Linked DNA regions of Rattus norvegicus: region 1 is linked to region 2. A link is a contact called in public Hi-C data. All regions are on one chromosome and are shown on one strand. Each heading gives the region's core, a stretch centred on a gene start, on an enhancer-like site or on the middle of the called end of the contact. The rest is flanking DNA. Distances are from core to core; before and after follow the strand shown.

Evidence for each region. A called contact is a pair of places that touch in the nucleus more often than the background predicts.
Region 1: a Hi-C map of the A7r5 cell line shows a contact between it and region 2, with 4 times the contacts expected there. The contact joins the enhancer-like site here to the promoter of Tmem198 in region 2. A contact is called at or near these places in 4 of 12 Hi-C or Micro-C datasets (the A7r5 cell line, the Rat2 cell line, Schwann cells and 1 more) and 1 of 1 datasets of contacts at active chromatin or transcription factors (oligodendrocytes).

Annotation. Positions count from the first base shown.
Region 1 is chr9:84,541,767-84,548,458 of GRCr8, forward strand. No RefSeq gene overlaps it. Among named protein-coding and RNA genes, the nearest start is that of Slc4a3, 59 kb to the left of the region's middle. Within about 2 kb of position 2,350, at least 4 of the 93 cell types and tissues checked have an H3K27ac peak or open chromatin away from gene starts, as enhancers often do. A contact at or near this core is called in the A7r5 cell line, where this site is marked.
Region 2 is chr9:84,412,962-84,419,590 of GRCr8, forward strand. Tmem198 (transmembrane protein 198) reads left to right here and starts at 3,780. Exons shown (of 5, transcript XM_002730042.7): 1 at 3,780-4,139; 2 at 4,446-4,650. The coding sequence starts at 4,485. Chpf (chondroitin polymerizing factor) reads right to left here and starts at 3,562. Exons shown (of 4, transcript NM_001005906.1): 1 at 3,055-3,562; 2 at 1,518-2,091; 3 at 852-1,031; 4 at 1-522. The coding sequence starts at 3,356. It also overlaps a transcript of Obsl1 not described here.

The DNA of each region.
Region 1 (6,692 bases), core at 1,100-3,599, 130 kb after region 2:
ACCAGAGTTCGATGCCTGGGTACCAGATGCTGGGAGGAGAGAACTGATTTCTGCAAGCTGTTATCTGACACCAGCATGCATACAGTGATCTTCCCATGCCCATCACACAGTTAAAAAAAAATAAAAAGATGGGGTTGGGGATTTAGCTCAGTGATAGAGCGCTTACCTAGCAAGCGCAAGGCCCTGGGTTCAGTCCCCAGCTCTGAAAAAAAAATAAAGAGGAAATTAAAGTTATTTTTATTTTCTCTGTCTCTGTACCTTCAGAGGCCAGAGTGAGTCAGATCCCCTGGAGGTTGGGTTACAGATATCTGTGAGCTTCCTCATACAGATGCTGGGAACCAAACTCAGGTCCTTGACAAGGGTAGTGTGTGCTCTTAACTGCTGAGTCTAGCCCTAATCAATCAATCAATCAATCTATCTATCTATCTATCTATCTATTCTATCTATCTATCTATCTATCTGAAGGGAAAATTATACAGATTTGGGGTTTAAAAATATGGAGTTGGAAGAGTGTGTTGCAGGGTTCATAGACTCAGGACTAAACACTGTGAAAAGCAAGTCCAGGCAGCCCCGCCCTGCCGCTACAACTAACAGACCATAAAAGGAAAGGAATGCAGAACAGACCAGGAGTACCTGGATCTGACTCACAGGCCACCTGGCAGGAAGAGATAAGCCCCCAGCCCCCGACATCCAGGACGCCCCAAACCTGCCAATGTGTGTAGCTATACCTTATTACCTCATCATGTGAAATAGCCAATCATATGTGAACATGTCTATGTGCCTCTTTTGAATCCACCAATCCCCGTAACTATGCATCTGCTTCTGTACGCCCGCTTCTGCTTCCCCAATCCCTATAAAAGCCCCATGCTGGAGCTGCTGGGTGCGCAAGTCCTCCGAAGAGACTGTGTGCCCGCAGGTACCTGTGTTTTCCAATAAACCCTCTTGCTGATTGCATCCGAGTGGACTCGGCTCGGTCATTGGGCGCTTGGGACTCCTCCTGAGGGAAAGGTCCTCTCCGGGGGTCTTTCATATCTATCTAAGCAGAATTCTGCTAATGGATTTTAGGAAAACTTCTGTTCCTCTGATAAAAGAGGAGAGGCAGGTGGCTCTGCTTTTTCTTTCCACCGTCTGGAAAGAAAATATGATGCCTGCAGGTGTGGCAGCCATGTTGTCTCCATGAGGCCGCAAAGCAGGATCAAAGGAAGCTTCTGCTGGGAGTCTAAATATTTCTGCTCACGGCATCTTGAACTGCCATTTGACCAACTGCCCACATTGGAGATTAGAGGAATGATGTATGCAAAAAGAAACATGGAGTGGATGCGCTACTTATAGGTTGGGGGACAAGGGACAATAGGGCCCATGGCCAGCCATTCCAAAAGGCTTGGGAGAGCTGTGAATTCCCTCACTTGTAGTATAACTAGGGATTTCAACAGTCCATCCTGCCCCAGGTTCACACTCCTGGGACCTGTGGTGCTCAATGGGCAAAGAGCCAAGGGTATCTGGCTTCCAGAAAAATAAGAAAGGCCAGACTGCCAGGGTCGTTCCTCCCTAACCAAAGACATCAAATTCCTGAGGAGGGATGGGAACAAGGGTCTGGGTTGTTTCAGTCAGGTGTCCTGCCCCACATTACACCCCCAACACATTCTGCAGTTATTTTGAGAATCACATGTGCAAAGAAGAGAGACTGGGTCAGTTAAGGCTATCTGGGGACTGCCCAGTACAAACAAGCCTTAGACAAAGACCATTGAAAAGACACCATGTCCTTTGTTGTTAGGCCTCCAGTTACAGCCTACCTTGGGATTTCTTATTGTGGAGAAAAAAGAAACACCTATTTACCTAAGTGGCCAAAGGTTGGTTTGTTTTCATTTGTTTTTTCTTTTTTTTCCAGGTCCCTGCATCCCAATGCCATTCTCATGGACACAGGGAAAATCTCCATGTTCATGGGGATGTGTCGTGGGGAGAGCCAGGTGCTGCAGGAGAGGGGTCTGGGGAAGTTTTCTGTGCTCAGGGATGGGGTGAGGGGGGGATGGCATTTATACTGGGGCATGGAGAATTCATTTTGTAGGGAGAGAAGGGAGCTCACCGGGTGACATAAGGTGAGTAAACGGGAGGAGAGGAGTGAGACGCTCTGTGGCTTAGGTGACTCCAAACACTCAGGGTTATTTGTTGTCACCGCTGGGTGTGTGCACGGGCTAGAATTTTAACCACCCCCTGCCGCTCCTAGTCTTAATTTGGAAATGGGTTTAGAGTCACATTTTTGGGATTCCGCACATGTGACCTACTGAGCTATTTGTCGTATGTTTGCTGCTGTTTTCGACACTTACCCTGACTTCCTGTAGGGCTCTGCGCTCAACCTCTGGTCCCAGGGCCCCCTGGTGCTGATTGGGTGTCTGGGTCTCTCCTGTCTCTTTTGGTCTCTTGGCTCCTGATTTAACCAGGGCGTTTGCTGCGATTCCTTGGCTGCCATCTTGGCTGTGCTGCAACTCCTGCCCCCTCCTTCCTGAGGCTGCCAGTGGCTGCTGCATCTTTGAGGGGACCAAGCCTCCCAGAGTTCGCTGGTGGCAAGGCAAGAACATTCTCACTGTTCTTTTAAGTTAAAGTCTCTGATTTTATTTTATTTTTTTCATAGGAATGGACGGACCTCTGAAATTTTATTTATTTAATTTTTTGCTTCAGTGAGATTTACTTTACCTGTGTATAGGATACATTGCCCACCCTCTCCCAAATTATGTTTCAGATGACACATAGACTTTTAAATTCTATCCTATACACATTTAATTTGTTATATAATGCTATGCAGCAATGCTATGTATAATAATACTGTACACACATTCATTAAAATATGCAATTGCTTACTACATATAATTTTCCTGTAACATTGGTATTGATGGTTGAAAAAGGTAAAAGAATGGGTTATGCTACCCTCTAGTGGCAGAGTGTGCCAACACACTTCTCAGGAAAACAAAAGTTTTATACCAACTTCACAAACACCCATAGAAGAGACCACATTGATAAATACAGGATTTGGATAATTCCCTATGTGACACATGTACATATTTTTTTTTTTTGGTTCTTTTTTTCGGAGCTGGGGACCGAACCCAGGGCCTTGCGCTTCCTAGGCAAGCGCTCTACCACTGAGCTAAATCCCCAACCCCAGCTAAATCCCCAGCCCCGAGAAGGACCTATTTTTAAATGCATTTACAACACTCTCCATATTGTAGAGGCTGAGATATTTCTTTCTAGCCCTGTGGTTTTATTCTTTTTTTCAGGACGATGGGCTGTCAGTATATTAAAAATGAAGTATTTTAAATTAAAAAGAAAGGATTTATCTATGTGTTATATATGAGTACACTGTCGCTGTCTTCAGACACACCAGAAGAGGGCATCAGATCTCATTACAGATGGTTGTGAGCCACCATGTGGTTGCTGGGATTTGAACTCAGGACCTCTGGAAGAGCAGTCAGTGCTCTTAACCGCTGAGCCATCTCTCTAGCCCAAAAATGAAGTATTTTAATAACAAACAATTTTTAATTAAAAGGTGTTTTGGTAGTTGACAATAAGAATGTACTGCACGTCTGCAATGCTTCCCATGCAGCTTATGTTTCTTCCCAAAGAACTTTGTAGAAAACTGGTGTGTGTCCTGGTACCCAGAGTATTTCATGTGAGGCGCTGCAGGGGCTGGGTACAGCCGCACACTGTGGACTGCAGCCTGAGGCGTGACTTCTAGAGAACTCATTCTTCTCTTTTCTTTCTTTTCTCTCCCTCCCTTCCTTCCTTCCTTCCTTCCTTCCTTCCTTCCTTTCTTCCTTCCTTCCTCTCTCTCTCTCTCTCTCTCTCTCTCTCTCTCTCTCTCTCTCTTTCTTTCTCTCTTTTTGTCCCCCCTTTTTTCTTTCTGTTTTGAGACAGAGTTTCTCTACGTACCCCTGACTGTCCTGGAACTCGCTAGACTAGGCTGGTTTCAAACTCACAGAGATCCACCTGCCTCTGCCTCTTGAGTCCTGGGATTAAAGGTGTGGGCATTATCATGCCAAATTCTACTCAGAAGAAGGTACTAGGATTCTTGACTTCAGCAAAAGAGGAATTGGAAATTTTTTGTTTAAAAACTTTTAATGACATTTATTTATTTAATGGTGTGTGTGTGTGTGTGTGTGTGTGTGTGTGTGTGTGTGTGTGTCCAAAGACAGTTTTTGTGAGTTGGACCTCTCTCCACTATGGGTTCTGGGACTGAACTCAGGTTTTCAAGTTTGGCTGACAAATACCTTTGCCCACTGAATCATCTTGCCAAGTCAAGTTGGAGTTTGTTACAGAAAGATTTAAAAATAGGTTTCAGTGTGAACATATGGGGCCCTTAGGTAGAGGACAGCGTGCAAGCCAGCGTGCACCCGAGTGTAGGCAGTGTTTCTCCAGAGAGAGCTATGCCTTTGTCTTAAGGAAACGCACCTGAGAGATTGCGTTGGCTTCCGAATTACGCTGCCCCAAAGGTCTCTGCACATTTTTTCTTTTTCTTTTAGTAAATGGGTTACAGGGTAGTTTGTAAGGATTGTAGGCCGATAAGAAAGGTCAGAAGGGTTAAAGAGGGCTCCATCTTTATTCAAATCACCTGGCAGGGGCAGCGTGTTCCTCCTTACCCATCCGGATGTTCTGGATTCCTGAATGAAAGACACACACAGCCTTATGTTTTATTACATATTATATTTTGAACAGCTCAATGGTTGGGCCACTCCCAAACCTCTATGTGGCTAACACCACCTCCCCTCCCTGATCCCTGTTTTGTCTCCAAAATGATTTTGGGGTTACTTCTTCAGGTGGGTGGGAGAGATGAGGGGGAATAAAAATTTTTCTTTCTTTAAAAAATTTCCTCACTTATTTAGTTGTTTATTGTGCATGTGTATGTGTGCACCACTGTGTGCATGGGGAGCCAGAGGACAGCGCTGGTCAGTCAGTTCTCACCATTCACCTCGTTGAGGTGGGATTCTACAGCTGTGTAGTGCAGACGAGTTGGCCCGAGAACTTCTGTGTGGTTCTCTTGTCTCTGCCTCCCATCTTGAAGCAGACAATGCAGGTAGTAGCCACCGACAGTCAGCCTTTTCAGTGGTGGACTCTTGACATTGAATTCTGGCCACTGGGTTTTCACATCCAGGGAGGGCCTTTACCTGTTGAGCCATCTCCCAAGTCCCGATTGTAATTGTCCTAACAACCGCGAACAGCTGGAATAAGGACTCAGTTTTCTATCTAACACACAGTTCACGAGGGGTTAAATTTTGCTATTAATTCCAAGCTGGCAAACTCTTGTTTAGGTTTTTGGAACTGTTTGGCCCTGCTGGCCCTCTGTTTCCCAAAAAGATGTTTGTTGTTCTATCGAAAATGCTCTTTCCAAACATCTTCTTGTCTATTTTTTTTTTTTTTTTTTTGGAGCTGGGGACCGAACCCAGGGCCTTGCGCTTGCTAGGCAAGCGCTCTACCACTGAGCTAAATCCCCAACCCCTCTTCTTGTCTATTTTATCAAAATCTAATTTAGAGTCTTTGGAGCCCTTGCCCAGTCACCTCCCGATCCCTTTCATCCCAAGTCCTCTTCCGCACATGCCCCTTTCGGTTTCCTAAGTAGGCACTTGAATAATTAAACCTCTATGTTGGAGGTTCTGAGCCCTCATTGACATGCTAATCACCCTATGGCTCTCTTGTGGCTTCTCCTATTTCCTTCCAAGATGAAGTGCACAGACAGGGACAGCAGTCAAGGTCAGGAGTGTGCATTCGTATTACACACCAGCCATCACTGTGGCGATGGCCTCTTAATTCAGACTAATAACGCGTCATTTGCTTCCCTGACCTCCAGCAGTCAGTCCCAAGCAGCCCTCATCGGTATCCTCCCTGACGGTTTTGAGATCTTGTCTTGAAGAAGTTATGACTAATTTAGGGTCCATCAGCCGTCATAAATACTTTAAATTGCTTTTCCGAGTGTGAAGTGTCTCCCATGGGTCGCTTAATTTACCCAGCGTCCCTGGTTGTTTTTGTCCCAGACCAGTCCTTGTCCCTGCCCTTAGTAACTGTTTTCGTTGTGCTCATTGGTCAGTCTGAGGAAATGGAACTTCTATTTGGGGATGAGCCAGTGTGAGATGGAATGCATTAGGATTAGATTTCAAGGTTTTTTAAATTTATTTTTTATTTTATTTTTTGAGCCCAATGAGACTTGTTTTTCTTTTTTCTTTTCTTTTCTTTTTTTTTTTTTTAGGGGGGGGGGGCTGCTGAACCTGGCATCACACTTAGTAGCCTGGCTTCTGGTTAGAGGAAGCCTACACGTTGTCTTTTACTTGAGACTTTCTCAGTTTTAGTTCTTTTTCTTTTTTCTTTTAAATTGAATTTTAAAATTTACCTGTGGAGAATTTCTGAGACAAAACTCTGCCCCATTGACAAGACTGGACCTGCCTCCAGTTTTCTCTGCTTGGTTATTTATAAGTTTATGTATATATTTATTTTTGTATGTGTGGTGTACACACGTGTGTGTGTGCCTGTGTGTGTTCCTGTGGAGAACAATGGGTGTCTTGCTCAATCACTGTCTACTTTATCCCCTTGACACAAGGTCTCGCAGTGAACTAGGAGCGAGCCTTTGTTTCTGGCCCTCAGCTCTTGGATTACAGGTGCATGGTCAGTCATGCCCAGTATTTTTTTATGTGGGTTCTGGGATTTGAACTCAG
Region 2 (6,629 bases), core at 2,530-5,029:
GGCAAAGGCTTCTAGGAAGCCAGATGCCAGGTCACACTCTGCTGCAGCCAGAGGCAGCAGCACAGTGACCCGAGAAGCCTCGGTGACATAGGGCACAGGCAAGATCTCCACTCGGCTCAAGGGCCGAAGGAGCTGTACCCTGTGGGTGAGGGGCCAGCGGCCACCCTGGGGCGTCAGCGCTTCCAGCTGCAAGTCTAGTGTGTACTCCATACCTCGGGCTGGATCAAAACGCCGGTAGCCATTCACCAGCTGTTGCTTCTGGAGCCGCAGTGCTGGCTGGTAACGGCGGTTGAGCTCCTCTAAGGCTGTTCCTAGGACATCAGCCACATCGGCCTGGTCGGCCCCACGCAGCAGGCAGCGGGGTGAGCCGTCAGCACAGGAGAAAGTGTGCTGTTCCGTGAAGTAGTCCCAGCGCAGAACCTCAAAGCGCGAGGCAGGGCGAGACGGCGCTGGAATGCCCACTGGCCAGGTAGAAGCCCTCTCCCCATCAGCAGCCAGTCTGCTGGTATTCTGGATCTCCCACTGGGCCGGAAAAAAAGGCCATGAGCAAGGCAGGGGATCACATAGTCAGTATACATCTGGAGGCTTTGTGAGCAGTCAGTGATACTTAGAGAGGACCTGCAGTTTACCTCAAACCTCTGCCCTGTAAACCCAAGGGCCCCACAACAGTTTCTCCACAGGTCGAGACAGTTTAAAAGTTAAAAAGGGAGCTTCCTGGTGGTTCCACAAAGGTCAAGGACCTGGCTGTGGGCCTGCTCTGTAACTTTATCACTGACTTTTTATTCCCAAGGTCTCTCAGGACCTGCTCCCCTTCATCCCTTGACTCCCCTACCCTCAAGCCCAAGCTGTACCTGCAGTTCTTGAATCTCCTGGTATGTGCGGTCCAGCTCAGCCCGGGCAAAAGCTTTGTGCAGCTGGTACATGTGCACAGGGTCATGCACAGGGTGGGCTGTCAAGGCGCTGCGGAAACGAGGGTCCCCCTCCTGCACAGGTTCCCCAGGGCTCAGTTCCAGATAGTTGTAGTGCATTCCCTGGGGAGAGGAAGGGAAGCATTCAAAATGGGAGCAATGACAGAGCTGTCTTCCCTCCATCTCTTAGCTAGCGCCTCGTCTTCTAATCCTATAATCACTTATGGACTTGGAAGTCAGAGTTCTGTGGATTTGAAGTCTATTTTACCAGCTGATGTTGTACTGGTTAGGTCTCTGTGAGTTCCTCTGTGAAAGCTGTCTCAGAGGTGTCCACAGAGCTAACTAAAATAGCTGACACTGAATATATATTATGTGCAAGGACCTCTTACTTTCTCCAATCCCTATACAGCCCTGCCTAATAATTGTTTCCATTAGCATGCATGAAGCTATGGAAGCTCAGATCTAGTAATTTACCGAGAGCTGCTGAGATTAAAAAAAAAAAAAGATTAATAGAGAAAACCTAGACCTGTCTCTCCATTACCCCATATCTCTCCTGGGGAAGTATGCAAGCTCTGACAGGAGATACTATCGGGAGGCTTATCTTCTTACCTCATGGTGACCAGTACAGCCAATGCCTGTGGCATCAAGGATGCACCGGCCCAACCACTCATCTGGGCGAGCACTGACGATGTCATTACGGCAGCTTTCCAGGTGGGGGCGCAGTTGCTGTAGTAGTGTGCGAGACAGCAACACTCCAAAGCCCCCGTGGCAGTAACGGCCTGGGGTAGTCTCTCCACCGATGAAGTCCTGGGGTCGGCCAAGATAGAGGTGGGTTGCTGAAGCAAGGCTGAGGTGGCCAGTTAGGCGGTCCAGTCCATGCGCCTCAGTGTAGGTGGCATCAGGCACTAGGAAAAACCAGTCAAAGTCATCGCCGTGTTGCTCCAGCAGGTGGCGCAGCGCCAGGTGCAGGTGTCCGATGGGCCGCTCTTCGCCCAGTGCCACCACCGCCATGCCTGATGGTGTCCGGCGGCCCCTCGCACCGGTCAGGAACACTACATGCTCCAATCGGTGTCCCAGAGTTCGGTTTACAGCCACACCCAGTGTAGGCAACGTGGCCTGTGAGGTCAGCACTGCCACTAGCAGCTTCTGCCTGATGCCCAGTTCCGTGCTGATATACCGAGTTCTGGGAAAAGACAGTTATGAACAAGATAGCATACAGCTTCGCTTGTTATTTCTTCTCTGGACCTGTTTTGCACCCACGAAGAGGATAAGAATAACTTCTCTCCCACGAGACATGATTTAAGTGAAATATTGGTCTCACAGACGGTATTGCATTTAGGAGATAGCAATTCCAATGCAGATGCAGGTAAGAGAGCTACATTAGAGAGAATTCCAGATTTTGCAACCTAGTAGTTGTGTCCCTGAGCCTATTACTTAACTTGTGCCATCTGTAAAATGGGACTGATTGCATTTAAACAGTAAAATGCTTGGCACACAGTGCATAAACTTCCTGCTGCATGAATAGGCCATCATCCCCGCCCCCAAATATGACCTACAAATGAGGTGTAGAAGCATATGGCATAGTGGTGCAGAGAATGTCTTTTGGAGAGGGGCAAACTAAGACAGTGACTCACCTTCCTAAGGTAGAAGGTAAGTTGTACAACTGGAATTCACTGTTACTTAGAAGAAATTACTTCAATTCGTGGGCAGAGACATCAATGTGATGAGTACATTCCTCCCTCTCCCATCTCATCCCAAGGTGGCCCTTCAAACCCATCTAGGAATGAAATACAGGTAAATTCCAGTTCCCTCCTTTTTCTTTCCCCCTTTTTATACACGTATCCTCCTTAACACTAATTTCTCTAATCCTAAACAGACCAGTGGGGGGGGGGGTAAGAGGGTCTTTGGAGTACTATTGGATGGAGTCGGTTTAGCTCAGCTCAGACCCGGACGGGATCCAGAAAAAGCTTCAAATTGGCCCTCGGTCTCCCTGCAAAGCAGGGTCATAGGAAGTAATCGAGGCCCAAGGACTTCCTGGCCGGCCGGCCCCTTCCTTCCGGAGCCTGACCCGGCCTCTGGCGGCCTCCTTAGCGCGCGCATCCTGGCTGGTGCCTGAGGGGTTAGGGCGGACGGAGCGGATGAGTACCTGACGGCCTTCTTGGTAGCCTGGCCTGGCTGGGCGGGATGGTAGGGCAAGACACGAGGCTCCCAGCTTTCGTCGGCCCCGGGCCTCTCGCGCTCCGCTCCGGGCTGCACCGAGTTGGGCCGGCGCGCCGCGTTGGTGTTGCCGCGCGGCGGTAGTTCAGAGTCGCCGGGTTGGGGTGGTCCGGGTCCGCAAGGCTCCTCCACCCAGGTGACGCTGAGTAAGCTCAGGGTGAAGCCCAGAGAGATGCCCACGGCCACCGGCCCCGCAGGCCGCAGCACGGACAGCAGCAGCGACGCCCGCATGGCGTCCCGACAGCGGGTCCCGGGCCCCCGCGCAGCCCCAGGCGGCTCCGAGGGGGCGGGACCGGGGAGGGGGCGGATCCGGAGGGCCCGAGCCCAGCAGGCGGGCCCGCTCCCTCCCCGCGGAGCAGAGATAGTAGCTCAAGCCCGGAACCCCCGGGTAGGTCTGTAGCCCTTAGAGCAGCACTGCGCGCCGGGGCCTCCCAGGCAGCTGCTGTCCGACGTGTCACCGAGAGGGCCCCGCCCCCAAGGTGGGGTCTCAGCCGTCAGCTACCAGAAAGGGAAGAGGGGAGGAGGTTAAAGGGGAAGGACCCCCGGAAGTGCCCCCTCCTCAGCGCCGGAGAGGCAGACGCGGGGGGCGGAGTCTCCTGTCTCCCCCTGCGTGGTTGGTGCGTCCCGGATGACGTCAAAGCAGCCCGCCCCTGCCAGGATGGTGCACCCTGAGTGACGTCAGGAGCAGAGGCCGGAGCTGTCCATCAGCACCAAAGGCCGCCGGCGGGCTCAGGGCATGGGGCCGCGCTCCGGGACAGCCCGAGCTCCTGCTCCTTTCTCTTCCCCGGGCCGGGCCCGAGTCACCGGACTGTGGGGCTGCAGTGCCAGCGGGTGTTGGAGGTGGGGCGACGACGCCGTCGCACAGAGACCCGTCTCTCCGGCCCAGCAACCCCCTTCGCACGGAGGACTTTGCCCGGACCCCAGTTAGTCGGAGCCTCTGGCGTCCAACAACCTCCGATCCTCCGGCCCTGCACACCCTCCTTTGCTCGGAAGCTCGGGTCACCTCCAGCCCAGGTAGATCTTGGACATTTCCAAATTAAGCCTCCCACAGATGGTGTTCAGGCTGCCTCTTTTTGCCAGCAGCACCCTCCCTCTCCTCGTCTAGCCCCATCTAGTCCCTCTTTTAAGTCCATCCCAGCCGCCTCTAGCCAGGCACTTGTTTCCCTTTGTCTTTGCTCCCTGTTCTAGAGACGCTTCTAGAGCTGCCTGATGTGGGCACCATTCCTTTGTCCACTGTGCCCTTGCTGAATTCCCCCACTCGCACTGTTATTCTGGTGGAGACCCACGACTGACTCTTGACCCCGATTTCCTCCCCGTCAGGTTGTCCTGGGAGGGTGACCCTCCTTCATTCCCAGCACTATGCCGGGTACTATGGAAACTCTGCGGTTTCAGCTGCTGCCCCCGGAGCCGGATGATACCTTCTGGGGTGCACCTTGTCAACAGCCTCTGGAGCGCAGGTATCAGGCACTGCCTGCCCTCGTCTGCATCATGTGCTGCTTGTTTGGAGTCGTCTACTGCTTCTTTGGTGAGATCCCCCTCATCCCTCACCTGTGGCCCTCCACTCTTTCCCTAAGGTTCCTTTTTCTGGTGTCTCCAAAATCATTTTCAGCCCATCCGACCCCCATGGCTATCTCTTTCTCTTGCTGATCTCAAACATATTTGTAGATCGTTGACTCTAGGTTCTACAGAGAACAGGTTCTGAATTAGGCTCTTTGAGTTTGAACCCGGCTCTATGTTAGTCACTGTGATCTAATGGGCATGTTAACCTGGGTCTCAGCTTTTTCACCTGGCCAAAGACAACAACATTCGTCTCATACAGACAAGAATTAGTAGGTACTCATAGAATGATGGCTATCGTGGTGAGGATATGTTTGGATCACTAGGATAAGCAGACACTAAAAAGAATGGTGATTAAACATGGTCCCTTACAACAGGGCATATTGTATGGTGGGGGTGGGACCTGGAATATTCACACTTGTGATACATATTAGAGTGGGCTGGATGGTAGTCATACACATGGAGATCGCCTACAAGGCAGATTCCCATAAGGATGGTTGTTGTCAAGGGTTGTATGGGGGAGGGCGTGGTATGCCTGTAATCCCAGCATTCAGGAAGCCAAAGCAAGGGAACGGAAGCTCAAAGCCAAAAAGGATTACATAGTTCAGTGGGGTGGGGTGGGTGAGTAGTAACTGCAGTTCAGTTGAACAGGTGTGTGTGGGTCCATTTGACAACTATCTTGGCCCAAGGCTACCTTCTCTAGAGAAAAGTATACCTTTTTCCCATTTTCACAAAGGAAACCTGTGGGCTAGTGTCAGCTTAAAGTGAATAAAGGCCCAGTGGATTCTTCAGAAAGTTATAGAACTTCACAGTGAAGAGTGTCTTCTATGAATAGGGACCCAAAGAAGGCCTTCAAGAAGATTATACATATCAGAACCAGTTTGGGCAGGGAGACTGGCATGGTTTGCCAGAAGTGTGTTAGAATAGTTGGGAATATAGGATGTGGAATATAGGATCAGTTCGTCTTTCTTGTACATTTGCAGAGTGGGCAGGAAAAATGCCCCCCACAAGGGTTTAGGACATGCAGTGGGTCTCCAAAGATCCCGCCCCCTCTGCTCTGGGTACCTCTTCCCTCTGCATGGTGCTCTGAATAGCCTCATTCCTTACCCTCAGCTCCTGTATCATCCTACCCTTCTTGGATGTCCCTACTGGAGATTCAGAGCCTTTTCTAAACTCTGTTCCTCTTGACTTCAGAACCTTCTGGGGTCTGATACACCCATTCTTGGAACCAAATCTCCCTTTTCTCTTTATCATCTTTCTCTTTGGCTCTCCCTGCCTCTCCTTGACTCCCAACTCTGACTTCTACTTTCCCCATTGTTCATGCTCTGCACCCCATTCCTCTTTCAAGTACCACTAATGGCTCTCAAGTTCCTACAACCCCCTGTTCTCCATGTAGTCCTCTTAGATTCTGCAACCTCTTAGCTCCTAGTATTCACCCACTGGTTCTATCTGATCCCTGTAACTCCAGTCAATAGATTGATCCTCCACATGGTGGCCTCTAGTGCTCCCATTTCTCTGGCCTCAGTGTTCCACTTTGTCTTTAATAATCTTAATGACACTACTCTTGTCCAGTCCCTTGACCTACAAAGACCTCCTCTCCCCAAACCAAGCTCTGTCCTCTCCATAACTTTCCAGCACTGCTTTATCTCTGAAGCCCTGTGACCACACAAGGATATGCCTTCTAAACCTATGTGACCTCAGCACTATAGATTTTTTTTTCCTGACTTACAGGTTCTTCATGTCTGAATAGTCCTCCTCGGAGGCACCGGAGACTCCATTTCTGATCCCCTTGTGACTCCAGTGATCTTTCTGGAGCTTGTGATCCTAAAGACCCTATTGCCCCATGGCCGATTTACTCAACTCCAGTGATTCTTAACTTTGACCTTCAAAGGCTTTAGATCATTAGTTCAATAATTACATGTCTTCCCAACGATTCCCAGAAAACAT